2 separate regions of the Zea mays genome follow, and region 1 is linked to region 2. Evidence: chromatin contacts called from public Hi-C data. All regions are on one chromosome and are shown on one strand. Each heading gives the region's core, a stretch centred on a gene start, on an enhancer-like site or on the middle of the called end of the contact. The rest is flanking DNA. Distances are from core to core; before and after follow the strand shown. Region 1 holds the start of LOC100281195 (eukaryotic peptide chain release factor subunit 1-1). Region 2 overlaps LOC103630192.

The links. Hi-C and Micro-C count contacts between places; a contact is called where the count stands out from the background.
Region 1: a Hi-C map of tassel shows a contact between it and region 2, with 4 times the contacts expected there. The contact joins the promoter of LOC100281195 here to the enhancer-like site in region 2. A contact is called at or near these places in 4 of 25 Hi-C or Micro-C datasets (ear, leaf, tassel and 1 more).

The regions. Positions count from the first base shown.
Region 1 is chr6:147,315,320-147,319,215 of Zm-B73-REFERENCE-NAM-5.0, forward strand. LOC100281195 (eukaryotic peptide chain release factor subunit 1-1) reads right to left here and starts at 1,611. Exons shown (of 3, transcript NM_001154114.2): 1 at 1,355-1,611. It overlaps LOC111589613 (small nucleolar RNA Z247), which reads left to right and starts at 3,837; the gene lies at 3,837-3,896.
Region 2 is chr6:147,240,647-147,244,469 of Zm-B73-REFERENCE-NAM-5.0, forward strand. It overlaps LOC103630192, which reads left to right. Exons shown (of 28, transcript XM_008651269.3): 28 at 1,175-1,647. The coding sequence ends at 1,342. Among protein-coding and RNA genes, the nearest start is that of LOC103630192, 40 kb to the left of the region's middle. Within about 2 kb of position 1,820, at least 12 of the 20 cell types and tissues checked have an H3K27ac peak or open chromatin away from gene starts, as enhancers often do. A contact at or near this core is called in ear and tassel, where this site is marked.

The DNA.
Region 1 (3,896 bases), core at 361-2,860, 74 kb after region 2:
AATACATAGGTGGAAATACAAGTTAAAACTGATTAAACAATGGCAAACTATCCCATATATGAAAGGCTGCAACATGCTAAATGCATAGTAAGTTGGAAAAGCCAAAAACAGAGAAATTGAAGGAAAACCCAGTCAAGAAGTCTGCACTAGTCAATGCGACAAGCTAAGAGTAATGACTAATTTAAAATCTGATCTATGAATATTTTATGATTACATACTATATGCTTAACACATTTGCTTTAATTCATTTTTTTGGTTTTGCTCTATGTGAAAACAGAAATAAAATAAACAAAGAAAAATTTATTTCATTATAGGAAACAATCATAACATGTGAAATGAAATTCTTCGTGCGCCAAGCATCATAGCAAAATCTTTGAGTCGGTTGCAGATTGGAACATAAGTGCACTGCATATTATCGCTCGATTAGAGAGAACATATATGGTAATGTGAAACGAAATAGCTCTACATGTGTACAAGATTACTAAACACACTTTTCTGCAAATTGGAGAACATGATGGTTCACATAAAGAAAAAAAGGAATCAGGAGATTCCAGAAGGACACTTCATTTAATTCCAACATCCAAAGTGCATCATATCTTAACTTAAACACCCATCCTAACATATAACATAACGAACTGACCATTTTCAGGGTTTTTCTGTTTCACTAAGCCAGCGACGTAATACAGATACTATAAATCTACTTCACTTTTTTTACCGAATTTGCAGGAGAGTTATGTATCTCTATATTAAGAGAGGAAAAAAATCGACCCGTACAAAGATCACCACCTCACTCCGGGCCAAGGTGCGAGGGGTGAGAACCAACAAGATAGTGAGACTAACTAGGAAAGTAAAGGGCCTACACCGAAAAGGACAAGCGAGGCTATTCTAACAAAGCTCATCTCCGTGACCAAATAAATCTACTTCACTACTCAAGCCATGTAAACACTAACCTAGATACACAAATATTATAAATAAACCTGAAAAGAGCATAGCACTCTGTATCACGATACAGTATTCCACATGTTTCTTCATCATCATCATCATCGAAAGCAACCACATGCGTATTTCAGAACAAAAGATAAGACCAATACAAAAACAACCCATGCAGGTCCAGAAATCGCAAAATCTTGCGAGGACTAGTCAGGCACAACAATCTGCACGGGATGCGGCGTCCTGCGATATCCGGCGGACTGGCGCGTCCTCGCGTGACTGCTTTGCTGCGCGGAGAACTGAGATCGAGCGGGGCTTCCCAATCCCTCGCGGCATCACAAAAACAGACGATCGATACGGGGAACCACCTATCAAGCAACAAGCTTACGAAGATTACTACATGAAGGCATCGAACGCATCGCACCTGAGCGGGGTGGGGCGTGAGCACCGCACGCGCACGGTCGCCCGGCGGCGGCCTAAGGTCTACAGATGGAGCAAGCAAACCCGCAGAAATCGCCTCGCGTCGTCTGCTCTGTTCCTCTGGGTTCCGTTCGACGCGTGGCTCTGTGGGTGGCGGAGGCTTATATGGGATCGAATGGAGAAGCGGAGGCCGTGATGGTTACGAGCTCTTGCGAACGCGTAGGGAAAACTTTCGGCAAGGCTTCGCGTCCACGTGCTGCGTACACAGCGCAGCGCGGTGTGCGTAGTAGTGGCATCCTAAAATAAATAAATATCTCATATTCGGAATTAAACAATTTTAAATTTAATCAATTATACTTTGTAAACAGTCGAAAAAATATTAAAAATTAGAAAATCTCAATCCAACATAAAAGCTTTTCATACACTTGCATCGTGTAACAAGAACAGATTATACATGACTGACAAGATTGTAGAATCAAGATAGAGCGAGAGATGTAGACAAGAGGCACGCTAGATCCCACGCCGCTATATCTACCAGCACTCTTGTTTCGAACTTTTAAAACTAATAATTAGCTACTAAAATTTAGTTGTTAGGTTCTAAACATCATCAACTAATACCACATTGTTAGCTACTTCACAACGAATAATTAGTTTATTAGCTGGCTCAACCCAGCTAATAATTTATTAACTAACTAACTAACTATTAACTAGGGTTCTAAACAAGGTCTAAGATTTAAACCGTACTTGATACTCTACATTCTCTTTGGGACTATATGTTGGCTCGTATATATCTAATAAGCTTGGTTCTGACTGGCTTAGATGAGCACATGCAATATCTTATGTTCGATTGTCTGTATATGTCTAGCCTTTGTTGTGAGAGATAATATTTGGTTGCTTACATAAATACATGTTGCATGAGTTAGAAAATTATTAAATAAATTTAAAATCTATTAATAGGCACTAAATATATGTTAAAATTATCTAATAGATATTAATTATAGGTTAACCAGTACAATGCTCGTGCGCTACGACATCACACAATCATATATAATACCCATAAAAAATAGTGAACATATGATGCACGTATCATATAGACAAATTAAAAGAATACGTTAAGCACAATCAAAGCATTGATCACTTTATGCTGATAGACTCATGGATAGCAGGGAGTGTTTAAATGTACTAGAGTTAATAGCTAGTTGACTAAAAGTTATTTATAAAATTAGCTAGCTAACAAATACCTAAATGTATATGATAATTAAACTATTAGCTAAACTGTTTGGATGTCTTTAGGTAATTTTAGTAGCTAACTATTAACTCTAGTGTATTTAAACACTCACTTTGACCTTGTCGACGATGGATAGCGGCATAGCGCCACAGGACTGTGGACCGTAGAAAGAAATGCTTTAAAATAGTAGAAATAGTCTTAATTTTAAGCACATAATTTTTAAAGTTTTAAATATATATATCATGTATAGTCTAGTTCTGTTTGAAAATGTCAAGAACACATATATAAAATCAGTTCGACGATTAAAGTGAAAAGGCATCTCGACTATGCATCGGCTCCGCGACGAGCGTTTCCCACGGGCCTGGCTCCGTGGGCTTAAGAATCATGCGAGCCTAATCAAACAAGGATGCTTCACGTATCCGCGGGTGCAGTTGCATGAGCAGAAAAGTCAACCAAATAGACCTTTTGTGTCTGACGTATTGGTGAATATAAAGGTGAAGATTGTAAAGCAAAGCGCATGTAACAGATAACGCAGAGTTAGTATATCAATCTTATCTTATATAGTCGGTTGTATTAGAGTTTATCTCGTGTAACCAACTCTGTGTTATTATCTGAAACAGACTCATGATTATCCAAATGTAAACCACGGCAATGGTTGTTATTGCCCATATATAAACATGCAGCACACCGGCCACGGGCATCACGGTGTTTTCCAATCTCTTCCAGCGCCTCTGATATTCTTTATGGTAATCAGAGCCAATCCATAAACACCAAAATCCACCAGAGAATCATCATGTCGAGCACTGCTGCAATTATCAATCCCCTCGTCGGTCAAGCTGTTTCTGAGAAACTGGCCAAGGGGAACTATCAACTCTGGAAGATGCAAGTCCTAGCCGTCGTCAGGGGTGTGCGCCTGGAGGGTTACCTCACGGGTGCTGCTGCAGCTCCGGCGACCACCATCAAGGACAAGGACGTCGACGTTCCCAATTCGGCATGGGAGGACTGGAAGACCACAGACCAACAGGTCCTAGGATTCTTGCTGTCATCCATGACCAAGGAAGCCCTCACCCAGGTAGCGGCATGCAAAACTGCCACAGAAACCTGGAAGGTCATCGAAACAATTTACTCCTCCATGACCAAGGCACGCTCCATCAACACAAGAATCGCCCTCGCCACCACCAAGAAAGGGGACCTCACAATTGCTGAATATGTCGGCAAGATGAGGGCCCTGGGAGATGAGATGGCAAACTCCGGCAAGCCGATCGACGACGACGAGCTCATTTCGTACATCATCACCGGCCTCGACTACGACTACAAT
Region 2 (3,823 bases), core at 570-3,069:
ACCTACCAAGAGGCGCGCCGGACGGCATACACTGAGATCAACTTCTCGGCGCAGTAGAAGGGTTGCATGTGTTGGTGTGGAGCCTATCCCTGCGCTCCCTCCGCAAAGACGATCCAAGATCATTATGCAGGCTTGAGCTGAAGGTATTGGTTATGAATGTTTTTCATCGCAGTCCCTGGAATAATATGCGGAGATCTTCAGTAACCCGTTGCCAGTTGTTCAGATCAAGGCATTTGCCAGAGGGGGACGACACGGTGTCCAGGCGCGTGGTTCGCCGGATCCCGCGGCGACGCGACTGAACGAGGGAGGCGTCGCTATTGTGGTGCCCAGGGCGCGAGCGCCGGCTGAGGGAGGGCGCCGCTGCCATCGCTGGAGGTGGGGGCGGATGGGACAGTCGTGCCAGGGGGACCATCGTGCGCGGCGGTCTACGGAGGGGAGGGCGCGACCGTGGCGGCCGCCGAGGACGAGCGTGCGGAGGCGGCTGAGCGGGAGGGAGGGGAGCAGCGGCCGCGCTGCTATGCGTGGTGGGAGAGGTGGCTGGGATGAGGGCGTCCGCGAGGGAAGCATGAGGCTCTCGGGGACGGTGGCACGGAAGCAGGTGGTCGGTGGTCGGGGCAGAGCTGGTCGGCGGCTGAGGGAGGGAGGAAATACCTAGCCGATACCATGTAAGAGAATGTAAATGTGAATGCTTGTTGTATTGCATAGGAGGTGGTTACATATATATAGAGATCCAGGGTAAACCCTAACCCTAATGAACCGGTAGCTCAACAGTGGTGCCAGTACGTCTACGGATACATATAGGAACACACTCTAACGGTTATAATTTCATTCTAGCGGACTAAAAACCCGTAGGGCTCACTAGCCCAGTATGGCAGTATTCTCACTCATGTGAGCTCTTTTAGCCTAGCTGACCTTGCCCCTCGCTAGGGAGGAATTACATTTTTGGGGATTTGACCAGGTTAGGGGCATTTTATTTCTCCTTGCCCCTGTGCCTAATAGCAGCCACTAGGAGTCTCTCTCTGTGGTGTGAGTGCGTGTGTTTGTAAGGGTTCTTTCCCCTTTTTGTTCTTAATATACAATGATACATAGCTATCCTTCATGTTCAAGGAAATCTGTATATACCTTAATGTTATCTGTATAACATCACATGTTATTGTGCATCATATTTCTGCAGACCCGCGTGCTCATTGATGACCTACGAGAAGTTACTCAAGGTGGCAAGAGCAAATTTGGAGCGGACTCCAAAACCCTCCTTAGGGTCCTGTGTCACAGAAATGATTCAGAGGCATCACATTACGTGAAGAAGCAATTCAAGATACCCAGCTCAGCTCCGAGCGCCTGATTGATTGCGAACGAAAAAACAGATATCGAACAGGACACTGCAGCCTTGCTCGTAACCCAAGAAACGGTGCTCCACCGCCCATTTTCATGTTTGTGTAACAGTTGTTGTTCATCGGTAACACTAGGACTTTGGGTGGACGCGGCAGTAAGCATGTATTTACACAAATACTAACACACTGGTCCTGTATTGATTGGTACTAGTTTTGGACCATTGGAGTTTCCCCATTTAGGGCTAGTTTGGTAACTTCATTTTTCCAAGGGATTTCTATTTTTTAAAGGAGAATAAACTAATTTTTTTTGGAAAAATGGTGTTTCCAAACTAACCCTTAGATTCTTTTTTTTGGAACTAAAAGGCATTCATGGTCAGTGTCAGGTTGAGGGAGGTACTAACAACGTGATCTGAAGAACTGTAACGCTGCAGCCCTGACTCTGAACCCTCGCGCCAGCGCCACCCTCGACCCTAGATCCACCGTCACCCGTTCCCCCGTCACAGCCCTGACCTGAGTTCGACCATCATGACTCAGATCCGATAAGGCCCAGATCCGAAGGCCCTGTTCGGTTTTCAGGGATTGAAGCTCCGGATTGATTTCTAGCCGGATTATTTCTCTAATTTATATAGATTTTGATGAGCTGGAACGAATCCGAGTTTATTTCTGTATAAGCGAACGGGCCCTAATACAACTGATATGTATAATTTATACGGATCAAACTGATAGGTATTGATCATAGTTTTTGATCCGTAATAATTTATACAGATCAAACACGGACTATAATTTTGATTTAAAAGATAACTTGAAAAACCTGATCCAAAACTAAAACTTGAAAAGCCCAAAAACCTCGATCCGATACGTCTAATAGTGCCATGCGCCAAACAATTTGCGATCCAATTTTGATCCAATCTGGACTTGACTTGACGTCTGCACCGGTCTACTTTATAGACATAGATTGATGTTTGAACCGGTCTACTTTGGGTCTGTTCATTTCAGCTTTTTTTTTATTAATTCTGACCATTAGAAACTGCTGTCAAACACTAGTAACTTTTCAGTCTGCTTCTATAGAATCGTTTTGATGAAAATTATCTAAAATTAACGTGAAAACACAATCGGTCAAATCGTCACGATAGAAGGAATCCGTCACTTTCTAAATCCTAAACCTAATGAATCCTTTTACCTTTCTCAGTATATAATAATCCACGATAGTCAAATTTTCTCCATAACTAGCTGAACTAATCAGGCCTTTATAGCCATAGATGGATCCTAGTGGTCGCCATGCCTCTCGTCGACCCTGGGGCCAGGTGGCAGTTCCAAAGTCCTTCAAGGCCTCAACGCTCCTTTTGAAGGCTAAGAGTATCTCCAAGAGACTATTTTTGGTTCTTTATTTGACTCTCTATTTACCTTTTTATAAAGATTACACTCTATTTATAACATCTCCACTCCAACAGATTATCTATCTAGTTTGGTTAGTGTTTGACACCAAATTGAGCGTGCGGACGGTCCGGCCCTGAGGCCGGACAGTCCGCGCCCGTAGGCCGGACGGTCCGCGCGTGCGCAGAGTAGATTAGGGTTCCGAGTTTTGTGCTACGGTTGTTAGCTAGATTCGCGGAATTAGCTCGGAATTCAGTTGTGTAAAGGGTCCAGCCCCCCTCCTCTATAAATAGAGAGGTATACGACCGATTTGTAATCAGCAATCGAATCAATACAACTTCTATTTCGCATTTATTTCCAGTACAATTAGGAGTAGTTCTAGTCTAGTTCTAGTTTAGCCTCTCGATCCCCAAATTCTCCGCTTCTCTTCGACTCTACGTCGATTAGAGGAGTCTAGGTCGACCGGCCCGAGCCTAGACAACTCCTAGGATCTCTCCTCCCTGACGGGGTCCCCCCTGGGAGCGAGATCCAGGCACCGCCGGCGATCTTCCGCCGCCCCTGCGTACGCGCGGACCGTCCGGCCCCAGGGCGCGGACCGTCCGGCCGTCAGGCAGGAGCCCTAGCTTTGCACCAGGCCGCGAGCCATCCGGCCCCTGCGCGCGGACCGTCTGCCCCTGTGCAGAGAGCATCGCCGCGCCTCGCACCAGGCCGCGGACCGTCCGGCCCCTGCGCGCGGACCGTCCGCCCCTGTGCAGAGGGCACCGCCACGGTTCTTGTTGAGTGTTTGGCGCTCCAAAAAGGCGTCAACATACTTTTGGCGACTCCGCTGGGGAAAACAAATATAGACTCATCAAATCGGCCCTCAATGGCCGGTTCAAGAGATAGCTCTGATATTTCCCCTAGCAACATCATAGAGCCGACTTGGGAGACCTTGTCGGCTGATGAACAGCTCCAGTTCGAGGAGCACAAGGAGCAGATGATCTAGGAGGCAAAAACAAAGTTCTTGGCCAACTTCAAAGTGGACAGGAACAACAAGGTCGTCCAACATCGGGCGACGGATCTAGCTTCGCTCCGATCCACACCAGATATCCCCAATGTAAGTAATACTAACGAGCTAC